Regions from separate parts of the Mus musculus genome. Here regions 1, 2 and 3 are each linked to region 4. Evidence: chromatin contacts called from public HiCAR-type, HiChIP or PLAC-seq and Micro-C data. All regions are on one chromosome and are shown on one strand. The core of a region is the stretch at or near the end of the contact, and the rest is flanking DNA. Distances in the headings are between cores, read along the strand shown.

Region 1 (3,309 bases), core at 373-2,872, 150 kb before region 4:
GTCCATGAGTGGACATACATGGGCACTTATGTACATGTTTGATACATACCTATAGGAACAGTCTTCTGCCCAGTGATATTTGCAATGTGATTTTTGTCTCCTATGTGACTGTGTAGGTGAGTGATCTCAGATGTCCACCTCCTTCCCTCCCTCCCTCCCTCCCTCCCTCCCTCCCTCCCTCCCTCCCTTCCTTCCTTCCTTCCTTCCTTCCTTCCTTCCTTCCTTCCTTCAGCTCCTAAGAAGTCGTACCCATGAAAATCATCCCTGAAGGTCAGGATCTAGGAAGTTTGTTTGATTTTGTTTTTGTTTTTAAGCTTGATTTTTTTTTTAATGTGAGTACACTCTCACTGTCTTCAGACACACCAGAAGAGGGCATCAGGTCCCCATTACAGATGGTTGTGAGCCACCATGTAGTTACTGGGATTTGAACTCAGGACCTCTGGACGAGCAATCAGTGCTCTTAACCACTGAGCCATCTCTCCAGCCCTGTTTTTGTTTTGAGACAGGGTTTCTCTGTGTGTCCCTGGCTGACCTGGGACTCTCTTTAGGTGGGCCTCAAACTCAGAGATCCACCTGCCTCGGCCTCCCAAGTGCTGAGATTAAAGGAGTGTGCTTCCTGGTTTCCTGGGAAGTGGTTTTTGCAGGGCACCTGCCTACATGAGCAATTTGGATCACCCACAATCAGGATGTAACACTGTGATAGGGGCCCTATATCCTGTGGGTCCAGGAGAAACTGTGTGGAGTAGTTGGTATCTATGCTGACATCTGAGGGGTGGGGGTGGGGGAGACCTGGAGTTCCTGGCTGACTCTGAGATGTGAGGCAGGTCACAGGGCAGTTCCAACGACCGAGGCAGGAAGGAGCCCAGGTAGGACTCTCACCCATTAACCTGGCCAATTCCACATATCTTAGGCATGGCAATGAGACTTAGCATGAACCAGGAGATCCTAGGATGCAGCCCAAACTTCCCACACACGGAGCTCATGGGTGCACCCAGTGCTAGGGGGAGCAGCACAGACAAGGAGAAGACCCATCAGTGACGTTGGTAGTGTGAGGTCTTCAGAAGGGCTGGGACTTACAGCTGGGGAGTAAAAATCCCGGCCTCAGCCCAGGAACAAGGTTGGGTCACCTTAGAGTACACTGAAGGACAATAAGACCAGGAAGGGGAGGGGGGCCCAGGAGGAGGGGTGAGGCTGGATCAAAAGCTTTCAGACAGATGGTTAGGGAAGGCCTTACATCAGGTATTGGAGGAGAGTGGAGACAGAGCGTCCTTCCCCCATCTAGGATGAACTTTATCCAGGCAAGGAGATGGTGTGAGGAGATGCAGGCTAGGCCGGATGATGGGAGTGTCCTGCGTTATCCACAAAGCACTGAGTTCCATTCCCCGGGGGGGCAGGGCATGAGGGAGAGGGACTGAGAGATGGGGAAGAGAAGGAGGGAAGGGGAGCCGGAGGCAGAAGCAGCCCAGGGGAGCAGTCACTTGAAGCCACCCAGAAATGTTTTTTTATCTGGAGCTTCACAGATGCAACTGACCTTTGACCCAGAGTCTGGAACTCTGGGAGTGAACTTTCTAGGGGAGAGGAGGCTGCTGCAGCTGCACAAAGACAGCAGAGGTCGGAAGCAGCAATTTTGTGTCACCTTTGGACAGGTGCTCATTGCCCCTATACACCGTGCAGGGATAGAGCACAGCAGACAGGCTTCCTCCCAGTTCCCAGGCAGGAAGCCAGGTGTCTGGGTGGTCTGCTGCAGCAGGCTCTTGAGGGCCAGAAACGCATCTGTCTTCCCCCGGGGTGAAGAACACGCAGGATTCTGTGTCTCTTTCGTCAGGTGCTACACTCAGTCATTGGACTCCATACCCATGACCTCTTAGTGCCATGCTGGGGCACCAGAACATCCCAGACTGTCGGTTATGAAAATATAACAATAACCACGAGGTTCTGAGTTCAGAAAATAAAGAGCCCCTGTGATCGATAAAGATGGTCCCACGAGGAAAATGAACAAAGGTTTGGTTTCACTGAAGAGGAAAGCTATATGGGCAGTGAACAAACAAAAACTTAGAAAAGGTACAGACCCCATCGCCATCTGCAGTATGCAAATTAAGGGGTGGAGCATCCTCCTTCATAAGGCATGCTGGGAAGCCAGAGGTATGACTAAAGACTATGGGGAAGGGTGGCCCGAGTCCTGCCCAACAAGCTAGAGACTAATTTATCTGAGAAGTGAGCAGGGACGGCTCAGAGAGCTCTGTGGTGGCATAATTAGAGTCTGGTGATGGCGGAAGACTAGCACCGTAAGTTTGTTAGCTGAATGGTTTAAGAGTTGCTTGTGGGGGCTGGAGAGATGGCTCCAGTGGTTAAGAGCACTGACTGCTCTTCCAGAGGTCCTGAGTTCAATTTCCAGCAACCACATGGTGGCTCACAACCATCTGTAATGGGATCTGATGCCCTCTTCTGGTGTGTCTGAAGACAGCTACAGTGTATTCATATATATAAAATAAATAAATGATTCTTTAAAAAAAAAAGAGTTGCTTGTGCAGAGAGGTTACGTTACTGAAGCGATATGGGCAGGTTGGAAGGCATTCGAAGGCTTCCTGAGTGACCCCAGTTAAGTCTCCAGTCTCTGGTCCTCCTGGTGTGGATGGGGCAGTATATATGTTCACAGCTCTTGTTAACCTCAGGCTGGGTGTGACTCTGGGGTCTTGGGAGACTCCCAAGTCCTAATGTCTAAGGACAGAAGCAGGTCCACCAGTCTTCTGCATTCTCCCTACCAGAGCAGAGTCCTAGTCAGTCTACTTTGCTAGCTGGCCACTTACTTAGACTGGTCCCCTTTCCTCCCCTCCCCCATTCATTCCCAGAGGGCTCAGGAATCTCCTACTGCAGTCAGTCAGGATCCCAGGCCTGGGGGCAGGGTCGGGTGGGGGAAGTCCTTGGTGGTAAGGTGGGAAGAGCAGATGGGACTGGAGGGTCTTTTTCTGGTCAGCGTAGCAGGTGACTGTCCTGTCCTGCAGGGTGACAGAGGGCTTCTGAAGTTCCTCTGGATTAAGGTGACAGACAAAAGCAAAACCAAGAAGAGATGAGGGCTGAACCGAGTAGGTCAAAGGAGATGGGAGCAGTCGCTGTGGTAAGAGGCTGAGAGGCTGAGGTGGAGGGCTTGAAATCCAAAGGCCAGCCAAAGGCTAGCCTGGGTTACATGGAAAGTTTGAGGTTAGCCTCAGCAACATGGTGAGGAAAATACACACACACACACACACACACACACACGAGTGTGCATACCCCACAAAGACAGAAAGAGAGAGGGGGAGACAAAGAGACAGA
Region 2 (3,083 bases), core at 537-3,036, 210 kb before region 4:
CTCTCCCATGTCAGCATGAGCATGAGGTTGGAGAGACCATGGCCTGGACTGGCTTTCAAGATGGTGGTTGAACTATGGCTGTCTTGGGCTTCAACTTCACCACCCACTTCTTGAGCATGGCAGTATCCTGATCATTGCTGGTGCCGGCTTCATCCTTCTTCCATATCCCATTCGGCACCAAGACTAGCAGGAGCTTTAAGTGTCTTTTACTGTGTAAGTCTTCACCCAGAGGGGGGACAGAATCTCAAACCTTCACATGCTCACATGCCCTTTTTTTTTTTTTTTCCGAGACAGGGTCTCTCTGTATAGCCCTGGCTGTCCTGGAACTCACTTTGTAGACCAGGCTGGCCTCGAACTCAGAAATCCGCCTGCCTCTGCCTCCCGTGTGCCACCACCGCCTGGCTTCGTTCACATGCCCTTTCTAGACCCTTTCCACCTCTGCCACACTGCTGCCTACCACCATAGTTGGGGGAAGGGGAGTGAGAATATCAATCAAATTATAGAGTGTTTTTTTTTTTCCACTTTCAACAAAATACAGGAGTGAGTTAAGTTCTCCCAGAGGCCAGAGGTTTGGACTAGCCTCAAATTGTGTCCACAGCTTCTGACAGTCCAAATGCTAGCTAGCTCAGCACCTGGGCACATGCTAAGGCCTTGAGGACCCCTTTCTAGGATTCCCATTATCAATCTCGTGGTGGTCTGTCTTTGCCTCTTTCCCACAGACTGCTTCTTTAATCTGCCCTCTACCATCCTGCGGGTCCCTGCAAGGGTTCCCCATAGACTGTCCCCCTACCCTGCATCCGTCCCACCTCCCTACGTACCCATGAACTCCAGGAAGGTGCAGTGTCCTTATTTGGATGATGCAAGGCCACAGTACTAACAGCCAATTAGGCATTTAAACTAAGGCTCCTGCCACGTCTCTGAGGCGACAATCACTTTCCCTAGCTATTGGGAACCCTTACTCTCCACCCACACACAGCAACATTCTTTTTTTTTTGTTTTTAAAGATTTATTTATTTATTATATGTAAGTACACTGTAGCTGTCTTCAGACACACCAGAAGAGGGAGTCAGATCTTGTTACGGATGGTTGTGAGCCACCATGTGGTTGCTGGAATTTGAACTCTGGACCTTCGGAAGAGCAGTCGGGTGCTCTTACCCACTGAGCCATCTCACCAGCCCAGGAACATTCTTGAGTAAAAGATTTTCCAAATGTACTGACTGATAGTCACCTGACCCTCTGCAAAGTCCCAGGTAGAGTTCAAATGTGTGTCATGTTTGCTAGCCAATAGATTTAAAGGTCAATATGCTTACCCAATAAGCTTGAACTGTAACCTTGCTGATGTAACCTGTGCCCCTAAAAAGTATAAAAACTGTTTGTAATAGCCATTCAGGGTCACCTTCTTGTCACTCGCCTTGAGGGACTGATTGAGGTTGACCCCATGCGCCGGAAAATAAACCTCTTGCTTTTGCATAGATCTGCGTCTTGGTGTCTCATTTGGGGGCATCTCGAAGTGAAGTACCACCGACCGAGGGTGGGGGTCTTACGAGTGTACCTCCTATCCCCAGTTTCTCTCCACACACATTTTTTTTTAAACAAAAACGTGTTTAAACGTCTCAATCATTCGATTTTACCAATTAAGACTCAGGAGCCAGACGCTTAGGTAGCTAGCTCAGAGAGGCAGAGAAAGCACCCAGCTGACCATCTTCCTCTGTCCCAGAAGGCATGTCCCTTTCCCACACCAACTCAAAAAGCCTTTCAAACTGAACGACTTCCTGTGAGTTTCTCTATCTGTCCTCCTGACTTCCTTAGTCTCTATGGTACTTTTCTTACTAATCCTATGCTCACTTCCTGTCAGCTGCTTGTTTGCTCCGCCTCTTGGCCTATGGTTGACTTTATTTATTCCTGCTCCCAGTATTCAAGCAGAAAGCTCTTGGATTAAAGGTGTGTGTTAAGGCTGAGCCACAGCACAACTAAAAGCAGGTTTTCCCAGTAAATCTCAGGGTCCACAGTGTGATCAAATATCCTGCAATTTTTGTGTCATGTTTAAATCAGTGTAACGCCTTCCCCGGCTCACTGGGGCTGTGGCTCAGACCTGGCAGAAACTGCTGCCGACCAGTATGAGGCTGAGTGAGCCCGACTTTGCTTTGTTTCTCTTTTTACGGATCCCTCTGGCTGGCTGTAGACTGGCAAGTTAAGAGGGGTGTGGTACACAGCCGTCCCTAAGTGTGCTCTGAAATAGAACGTTCCCTCTGGCCTTGTTAGGGATGATGAGGTTAAACATCTCCCGGAGCTACGGACTCTAACCTGGAAGAATCTGTGACCACTTCACTGTGGCCACTGGGGGATGCCACAGAACCACGTAGACTATACGAGTAATCAGGGTGTCGCTAAGTCATTCTCTGGGAGGTGCGAGGGGAAATAACCACATAGTGAGCTTTGTGACTCTGCCTTTTATTCTCACAGGCAAGGATTCATGGGAACCAACATCGGGGTCTACCCTGAGCTGAGCTCAGTGCCGAGGTGACTCTCGTCCTGAAGACGGCTGTGGCAGCCTGAATTTGGAGAGGTCCAGGTTCAGGTCCAGGAAGGTGTATGTGTTGTAGTCATGGTGCTGCAGGTTCTTGTAGGTGGTGGTGTCAGTCGGCTCGGGCTCTGTGGAGAAAGGTGACAAGACAGCTGTCAGACACACAAATCTGTCTGGGGCGCTTAGGAAGCAGAAGTCTCCACACTACCAGTTTATAGTGTGTGAGCTTTCTAACTAGCAGACAGGAGACCTTGAGAGCCCTGCATCTTCAAGGGCAATGTAAAAGAGTCACCTGAAGTGCATGCCGAACCTTATGGCTGAGCAGAATCACAAAGCACACGGAGGCAGTGCCATTGTAAAAACGCTAACCTTTCCCGAGATTGTGGCACAGGCCTGCCAGGAGACTCTCTGCTTTTTGTTGTTGTTGTTAATAAGATGGCAGAGTCTAACCTCTCAGATAGGGGACAGGACAAGGCTGCTTCGTTTCTTATACAGGATCGGAGCACCTTGCCCGTCCTTTTTGTATTTTTAAGCCCTGGGTTCACACTGTGCATTTGGA
Region 3 (3,545 bases), core at 136-2,635, 180 kb after region 4:
GGATGTTCAAGAAAATGGGTTCTTGGCAAGTCTTATCATCTTGATGGCTGTCCTAGTTGACTGCCCCTTGCTATGATAACCAAAAGGAACCTGGATAGAAAAGCAATTATTTATCCAATACATCCCTATCAGTCAGTCATTGAGGGAAGTCAGACAGGACCACCAAGCAGGAACCTGGAGGCAGGAACCAGGAGGCAGGAACTGAAGCAGAGACCATGGAGAAATGCTGCTTACTGGCTTCCCCCCACCCACCCCCCATGGCTTACTCAGTCTGCTTTCCATCTCTTGCCAGATGACCCTGGCTTGTGTCAAGTTGACACCAAAACAGCACAGCAACAACAACAACAAAGATACGTAATAAACACAGAGATAAAGAACCGCTGGGATGTGCCACAGAGAAATAGAGCCCTGCTGGGTTTGCAAGGATCCAGGTGAGGTTTTGAGGATTTAGGTCTGCTCTTTAGAGCCTGGGATGGGGCCAAGGCTTTTAAATTCTGTATCCGAGTCATGGACTCTGTAGCCTATCTCCCACAGCTGGGCAGACTCCTTCAGCCCCAAAGGACACACACACACACACACACACACAGTCCCTCTCCTTCTCTCCTCTGACATTTCTGTTCTGAGTTGTCCTGATCCCCTGGGTTCTGTCCTCGGTGTCCATTTTACAAATCCCCTCTCCGGGGCATTTCATGGGTGGGCATCTCAGTCCTAGGCACTGTGTGAGGGAAGTGAAGTATCCCCACGGGGCAAAGAGTGTCCAGCTTCAGGGATGAAGAAAGCTGCCTGCCCCATGACGGCTCCCTTAGGCCCTGGCGGCTGGTCTCTGTGTACAACAGTCCTTGGGGCTGGCAGGGAGCCAGGTGAAGTAGGGTGTGCCTTGCATCAGGAATGCAGACTGGGTCCCCTGGAGATGCTCCCCCTCCCCTGGGAGGCTCCTGGATATAATGACCTTCTCTCTCTGTGCTCTTTGTTTCTCCATAGCGTCATTCACTTCAAATATTTAAAAAACAAAACAAAACAAACAAACAAGAAACAAAAAAAGAAAACAAACAAAAAACAAAACCTAAGAAGTCTCTACAGTAGGCACAAACCTTACCCAGAGTAACACCACGAGGCTAATCCCTTCCTGGGTGTGACCCTGTGGGTGCCCTATTCCAGTTGCATACGTGGCCCATTCCCCTTTCAGTAACCTGGCACGACCCAGCCTGACCCAGCCCATGTCCGGAGGGGTTTTTCCCACCTCCTCTGGGCCTCCACTTGGAGCCATGTCAGCTTTTCTGCACAAAGAACCTAGGAGGCTTGGGGCCACGAGTAAGGGACAGTTATCAGGGCCATTGAGCAAACAAACAGGAGCCAATAAAATGCCAGCTGGTGGGAACTGGGCATTCTGCAGGCTGCCCAGGTCCAGTGGAGCAGACATGCGACCTCGAGGTGCCCCCCTGCTGGCAGTGGTCCTGGTTTTGGGACTGCATGCTCTGGTAGAGGGCGAGAAACCTTGTAAGTAAAAGTCCGTGGAGACCCAGCAGGTGAAAGGTAGGATCTGAGCCCCCTTGAGTGATGGGCTGTAGTTCATCTAGGACCTGGACTAGGTGGGTTTTTTCTCTATGTTCCCTCAAAGGACAAAGGCAGGGTGACAGATTGCAAGGAGCTAGACAGCACCCTGCTGTCTGGGTGCTGCTGTGGGAAGCTCACCCAGAATCTCTTATTCAGAAGGGCTATGTCTACAGGTGTCAGCCTGGTTAGGAGGACAGGAGGGCCTGCTGTCTTGGGCCTATCTTGTGACCTTGACTTCTGCATAGGTTCATAGAGTCACCCTCTTTACAGAAGGTTTGTGTCGCCTTCTTCCTTCCCTTCCCTTCTCTCTCTTTACCTCTTCCTTCCTTCCTTCCTTCCTTCCTTTCTTTCTTTCTTTCTTTCTTTCTTTCTTTCTTTCTTTCTTTCTTTCTTTCTTTTCTTCCTTCCTTCCTTTCTTTCTTCCTCTCTTCTTTCTTTCTTTCTTTCTTTCTTTCTTTCTTCCTCTCTTTCTTTCTTTCTTTCTTTCTTTCTTTCTTTCTTTCTTTCTTCCTCTCTTTCTTTCTTTCTTTCTTTCTTTCTTTCTTTCTTTCTTTCCTTCTTTCCTTCCTTCCTTCTTTCTTTGTTTCTTTCTTCCTTCCTTCCTTCCTTCCTTCCTTCCCTCTTTCTTTGTTTCTTTCTTTCTTTCTTTCACAAATGAAATGGTTTCAATAAAAGCCTCCCCTGGTTTCCCCAGGAGGAAGCCAGATAGCTTTAACATGGGCAAAATAAGACCTCATGTCACCCCTTGGGCAATGAGATTCTGCAAGTGTCCTAAGCTCCCAGGGCAGGTTGGAAGAAGCATCTAGCATGCTGGGCAGGGATGACCATGATGGCTCGCTCTATCCACAGCCCCCTGTCGGTGCTCCAGGCTGACACCCCACAACAGAAAGAACTGTGGCTTCCCGGGCATCACCAGTGAGCAGTGCTTTGATCTTGGATGCTGCTTTGACTCTAGCGTCGCTGGGGTCCCTTGGTGTTTCCACCCACTTCCAAACCAAGGTAAACTTTGGAGAGCCAGGTCCTTCTGCCAGCTGTCGGCTTAGGACCTGGCCCTGGGCAAGGTCTACAGCAGGTGCTTGGAAGCCTAGCTGAGCTAGAGCTAGCCCAGGTTAACACGAAGGAAGCCTTAAATGCCTCTTCTATACCCTTACCCCCTCCCCGATCCCCATCCCATACCCTAAATCTACCATTGGCCTGTACATAAAAATGTAACTTCCAAAGCAGCTTGGGAAGGGGGCGTGGAGGCATCAGATATGATGGGTTTCAAGCCAGGGCAAACTGTGAATACAGTACGCACAAGAATGCCAGCTGTGTGTGAGTTCACCGCAGGCATGGGCTTTGCCACTGGGGCACTCGTGGTAGGGAATATCCTCCCAAATGACCAGCATGCTCTGAAGAAAAACCAGGTAGGTTAGTGGCTGCGTCCAGGGTCCCTTTCGATATCAATGTCTTCAAGCTTCTGGGCGTGGTACAGTGGGCTGCTCTTATTTCACAGAGCTCAATGCTGAGTCCAGAGAAGGTAACGTGGTTTTCCCGAGGCCCCAGTTCTGCAAAAGTTCTGTGATCACCTCCCAACATTAGTGCCCTCCTGTGGGGAGGACAACCAGTCCTTGGGCATTACTCTCCTGAGAGACGCCACCCCCAAGGAGCTCCTTGGGACACTCAGAGCCTGCAAATTCAGTGTCCCTAAGAAGGCAGACCTTGTAGCCCTCAGTGAGTGTCCAGCCTGACAAAGCCTTGGATGTTGCTCTTCCTCACAACCAGAATCGGAGCAGTGTGTCATGGAAGTGTCAGCTCGCAAGAATTGTGGGTACCCGGGCATCAGTCCCGAGGACTGTGCCAGTCGAAACTGCTGCTTTTCCAACCTGATCTTTGAAGTGCCCTGGTGTTTCTTCCCACAGTCTGTGGAAGGTAATGGTTGTCGGTGGGGCCTGCCTGGAACCTGGCAAGAGCCATTCCCACCCACACTCACCTGCTGAGGGTCCCTCCTG
Region 4 (3,069 bases), core at 275-2,774:
AGGGACAGCACTGTCACTGTGTGCTGTCCCCCCAGCCCCCTCTCCCCTCACTGATCTGCTTGTTCTCAGGATTTTTTCCCACTTCTGGATGCTTCCCACAGGGACTGGGCTATAGCTCAGCAGTCAAGCATTCATACAAATGGAACTGTATTTATGCTGTGGCTTTCTCTGAATCGCTTCTTTAGTTCAGCCAAATGGCTTCAACAGAGCTTAATTTCTCCTACTGCCTAATAATATTTCACCACAGAATGTATCACACTGAATGCATCTGTTTATCAACTGGCAGTTGTCTATTTTGCTCCATTTTTGGGATGCTATAACCCTATGGGTAACCTGTGTGCCCAAGTCTTTCGTGATTGTGATTCTCTTGGTGTGTTTCTGGGAGTGGGGCTGTGGGGTCAGATGTAACTGTTCATTCCACGAGGCTGCATCCCTTTCCATACGCCCTAGGGAGGCGGGAGTTCTGATCCCTCCACATTCACACTAACCCTCATGACAGCCACCCTGTGGATTTGACCAAGTCGCCTGATGCCTGCTCACACCGAGTGGTGAGACACACGTACTTCTTGCCCACAGCCCACCCGTGTGTCTTCTTAGAAGAAATATCTGCTGTGGTCCTCTGACCCTGCTTGTCCTTGGCTGTCTAAGTAATGAGTTAGTATTCTAGATGCAGGTCTCTGCCCAGACACAATTTGTAAATATTTCTCGCCCCACCCCTCCCCCATTCAGATGGTCCCATTTGAAACACTAAAGCCTTGAATTCTGATGAGGCCTAATAGACATGGTTTTTCTCTTCAGCTCAGCTACGCCAGGGCTGGGTACCCCCATGACTTCCTGTGTTGAAGCTGAACCCCACTGTGAAACATTAAGAGGGTGGAGATAGCAACAGTTCTGTTTATGATTCCGGCTCAGCATGCCATCGAGCCCTCAGGGCAGCTGAGCTCTGTGAGACCCTGGTGACTCACTCAGAGACTTGAAAAGGAGAAAATTAATAAAGATATGCTTAGACCTTTTGGCCAAGATCACGTATAGCATCGGGCAGACTCAGCCCTACCTCACATACGTGCCAGCAGGAGAGGCAGGAGCTTGTGCCTAGCCTGGTCCCCTGTATGTCTGGAGCTAGCAATGAGGAAGAAGCCACTTCTAGAATTCGCTGCTGCAGGATGTGGCCACAGAGGTTTTCTTGTCTGCAAGTGAGTATCCTGGTTCTATTGTGTTTAGAGCTACCCCACCCCACCCCCCAAACCCCAGTGACTCACGGAGGCCTCAGATCACAATGAAATCACCACCAGCTCTGTGAACTTGGACTCTGAAATCATCATGGCTTTGAGAACACTTTCAAATACCACCATGGCTACATTTCTAGAATATAGTAGCCTTCTTTGCTTATTTTTGTTTTTCGTTAATAAAGTGTCAGAATGTTCTCCACCCCCCACCCCCCCCACACACACATACATACACCCAGGACCCCTGGGCTGTTAAGCCTCAACAGGAAGAGGCTCTGGTGCCCCCTGCTGTACAATTTGGGCACTGTCCCTAGAGCAAGGGTCTCCTTGATATGCCTAACGCTTGCTTGACAGGGCAGAGGGAAAACAGGTAGAGGGGGTTTTATGGGAGCCACTGAGGGATGTCAGGCCAGGCTGTGGTGACATGTTTCAGGTAGCCTCTGTAGGGAGAGCGGAGGACTTAGAAGCAGGAAGGGCTCAGTGGGTTGCAATGGCTGAGATAGACTCTTGTCATGCGTGAGGCTGTGGCCAGCCTTTCCTTGCTGGCAGTGTGGGCTGTAAAGAGGAGCAGGCTGTACTGGGAGGTAACAGGAAACACAGGAGCTCTTACCGTGGGGAGGGTGGAGGAGCACTTGACGTCCTTAGGGTCTGAAAGAGCAAACAGGAGATGGGTAACTAAATACCGCCACCCACAGCCAATGAACTGGAGCCCTCAGCAGCGCTTAGGGTGCTGCTGGCAATGGACCCGATCTTCGCCCGGTGTTCCTGCTAAATAAGTTTTAGGGCCTCTTCCCACAGTGGTAACAGAAGAGGGAACTACAAGAGCATCCGGGTATGTTTCATTACTGTCGTTTTTTATTGGCTGTATGTCCTTGAATGCATGAAACAAGGTCCACTGGAAGAGGATAGGACTCTTATCTGGTGCTCCACTAAACTAAACAGAGCTTAAGGAAGGAAGACAGCCCAGGCCAAGGGGCCATCGAGGGAGGGGACGGCATAGCCCACCTCCCCTCCCATTCTTCCACAGAGTGGGGATGGGCGTGTGGCAGCCCGAGGGTATGAATAGGAGTTTGATAGTGGGATAAGTCAGCTTGAGCCCAGGACACGGTGGACCCTTGGACCGGTTAGACAGACACAGAAACACGAGAAAGGCACCCAAGCACTCTCAGAACAGAATCTGTAACTTTGTAAGGGACAATGAATTTCTAAGAAACGAAAGCGAGCGGAGATCAGACGCCTTCCGGGAGGAAAATGGAGCACTGGCATCGCTGCAACAAAGTGATGTCATGAAAAGGCCTTCCCTGTCCCTTCTGTCACCTGATGCTTATCTTTTCGTTGACCTTCTGGGCCTTGGGTGGTCACTCAGCTCCCCTAACAAACAGCAGCTTGTCCCTGAACCCTGGGAACTTGGGTGTATGTGGGAGAAGAGCCCTGGGGCCTGGCATGGTATCAGGGAGGCAGGCAGCCTTCCACATGGGGCAGTCTCTGCCTGCCACCCAGGAAAAGGCCCCAGGTATGACAGATGAAGAACAGGAGGGAAGAACATCTTAACCCCGGGGGAGGGGAGAGAGCAGGGCCAAGCTCAGATCGGCATGTGAGAGATGGGTGACCTGAGCATGGGAGGGACAGTACAGAGCTTTGGGGACACTGTCCTGCACAGCAAGGCCCAGCTGAGCGAGCACCAGGCCCTGGAGAGAGTCTTGCAGAGCTCAGGGAGGAAGATGAAGGGACTACTAGGGCACCATGACCAGGTCTGTGGCCTGGGTCACGTAGGGGGGACAAGCCACATACTTCAGTGAAGAGCCCAAGAGAGGCAGAAGCAGGAACAGGGGTGGGAAGTGGC

What was found. Hi-C and Micro-C count contacts between places; a contact is called where the count stands out from the background. HiCAR-type assays count read pairs that join an accessible place to other places. HiChIP or PLAC-seq counts read pairs in DNA pulled down with a chosen protein or histone mark.
Region 1: a contact with region 4 is called in an H3K27ac HiChIP or PLAC-seq map of embryonic stem cells, with 8 read pairs. The contact joins two enhancer-like sites. A contact is called at or near these places in 3 of 15 datasets of contacts at CTCF or cohesin (all in embryonic stem cells), 64 of 484 Hi-C or Micro-C datasets (B cells, the BV-2 cell line, CD4 T cells and 31 more), 12 of 115 datasets of contacts at active chromatin or transcription factors (the HPC-7 cell line, embryonic forebrain, embryonic hindbrain and 4 more) and 4 of 9 other capture datasets (adipose tissue, embryonic stem cells, liver and 1 more).
Region 2: a contact with region 4 is called in a HiCAR-type map of embryonic stem cells, with 4 times the contacts expected there. The contact joins two enhancer-like sites. A contact is called at or near these places in 1 of 39 promoter capture datasets (neural stem cells), 11 of 115 datasets of contacts at active chromatin or transcription factors (the SCID.adh cell line, effector CD8 T cells, embryonic basal ganglia and 4 more) and 4 of 9 other capture datasets (adipose tissue, embryonic stem cells, liver and 1 more).
Region 3: a Micro-C map of embryonic stem cells shows a contact between it and region 4, with 1.8 times the contacts expected there. The contact joins the promoter of Tff2 here to the enhancer-like site in region 4. A contact is called at or near these places in 8 of 39 promoter capture datasets (the HPC-7 cell line, HPC-7-derived erythroid cells, embryonic stem cells and 5 more), 1 of 15 datasets of contacts at CTCF or cohesin (large pre-B cells), 13 of 484 Hi-C or Micro-C datasets (B cells, the Ba/F3 cell line, the P5424 cell line and 6 more), 6 of 115 datasets of contacts at active chromatin or transcription factors (T-cell acute lymphoblastic leukemia, differentiating embryonic stem cells, embryonic stem cells and 1 more) and 3 of 9 other capture datasets (adipose tissue, liver and pancreatic islet).

Annotation. Positions count from the first base shown.
Region 1 is chr17:31,477,639-31,480,947 of GRCm38.p6, reverse strand. No RefSeq gene overlaps it. Among named protein-coding and RNA genes, the nearest start is that of Wdr4, 33 kb to the left of the region's middle. Within about 2 kb of position 1,622, at least 19 of the 459 cell types and tissues checked have an H3K27ac peak or open chromatin away from gene starts, as enhancers often do. A contact at or near this core is called in embryonic stem cells and extraembryonic ectoderm, where this site is marked.
Region 2 is chr17:31,530,679-31,533,761 of GRCm38.p6, reverse strand. Ndufv3 (NADH:ubiquinone oxidoreductase core subunit V3) reads right to left here. Exons shown (of 4, transcript NM_030087.2): 4 at 2,436-2,652. The coding sequence ends at 2,510. Among named protein-coding and RNA genes, the nearest start is that of Ndufv3, 12 kb to the right of the region's middle. Within about 2 kb of position 1,786, at least 16 of the 459 cell types and tissues checked have an H3K27ac peak or open chromatin away from gene starts, as enhancers often do. A contact at or near this core is called in embryonic stem cells, where this site is marked.
Region 3 is chr17:31,142,122-31,145,666 of GRCm38.p6, reverse strand. Tff2 (trefoil factor 2 (spasmolytic protein 1)) reads left to right here and starts at 1,385. Exons shown (of 4, transcript NM_009363.3): 1 at 1,385-1,497; 2 at 2,404-2,553; 3 at 3,319-3,465. The coding sequence starts at 1,419.
Region 4 is chr17:31,324,471-31,327,539 of GRCm38.p6, reverse strand. It overlaps Slc37a1 (solute carrier family 37 (glycerol-3-phosphate transporter), member 1), which reads right to left. Exons shown (of 20, transcript NM_001242427.1): 9 at 1,837-1,874. Among named protein-coding and RNA genes, the nearest start is that of Slc37a1, 30 kb to the right of the region's middle. Within about 2 kb of position 1,524, at least 75 of the 459 cell types and tissues checked have an H3K27ac peak or open chromatin away from gene starts, as enhancers often do. A contact at or near this core is called in the HPC-7 cell line, the P5424 cell line, T-cell acute lymphoblastic leukemia and 5 more, where this site is marked.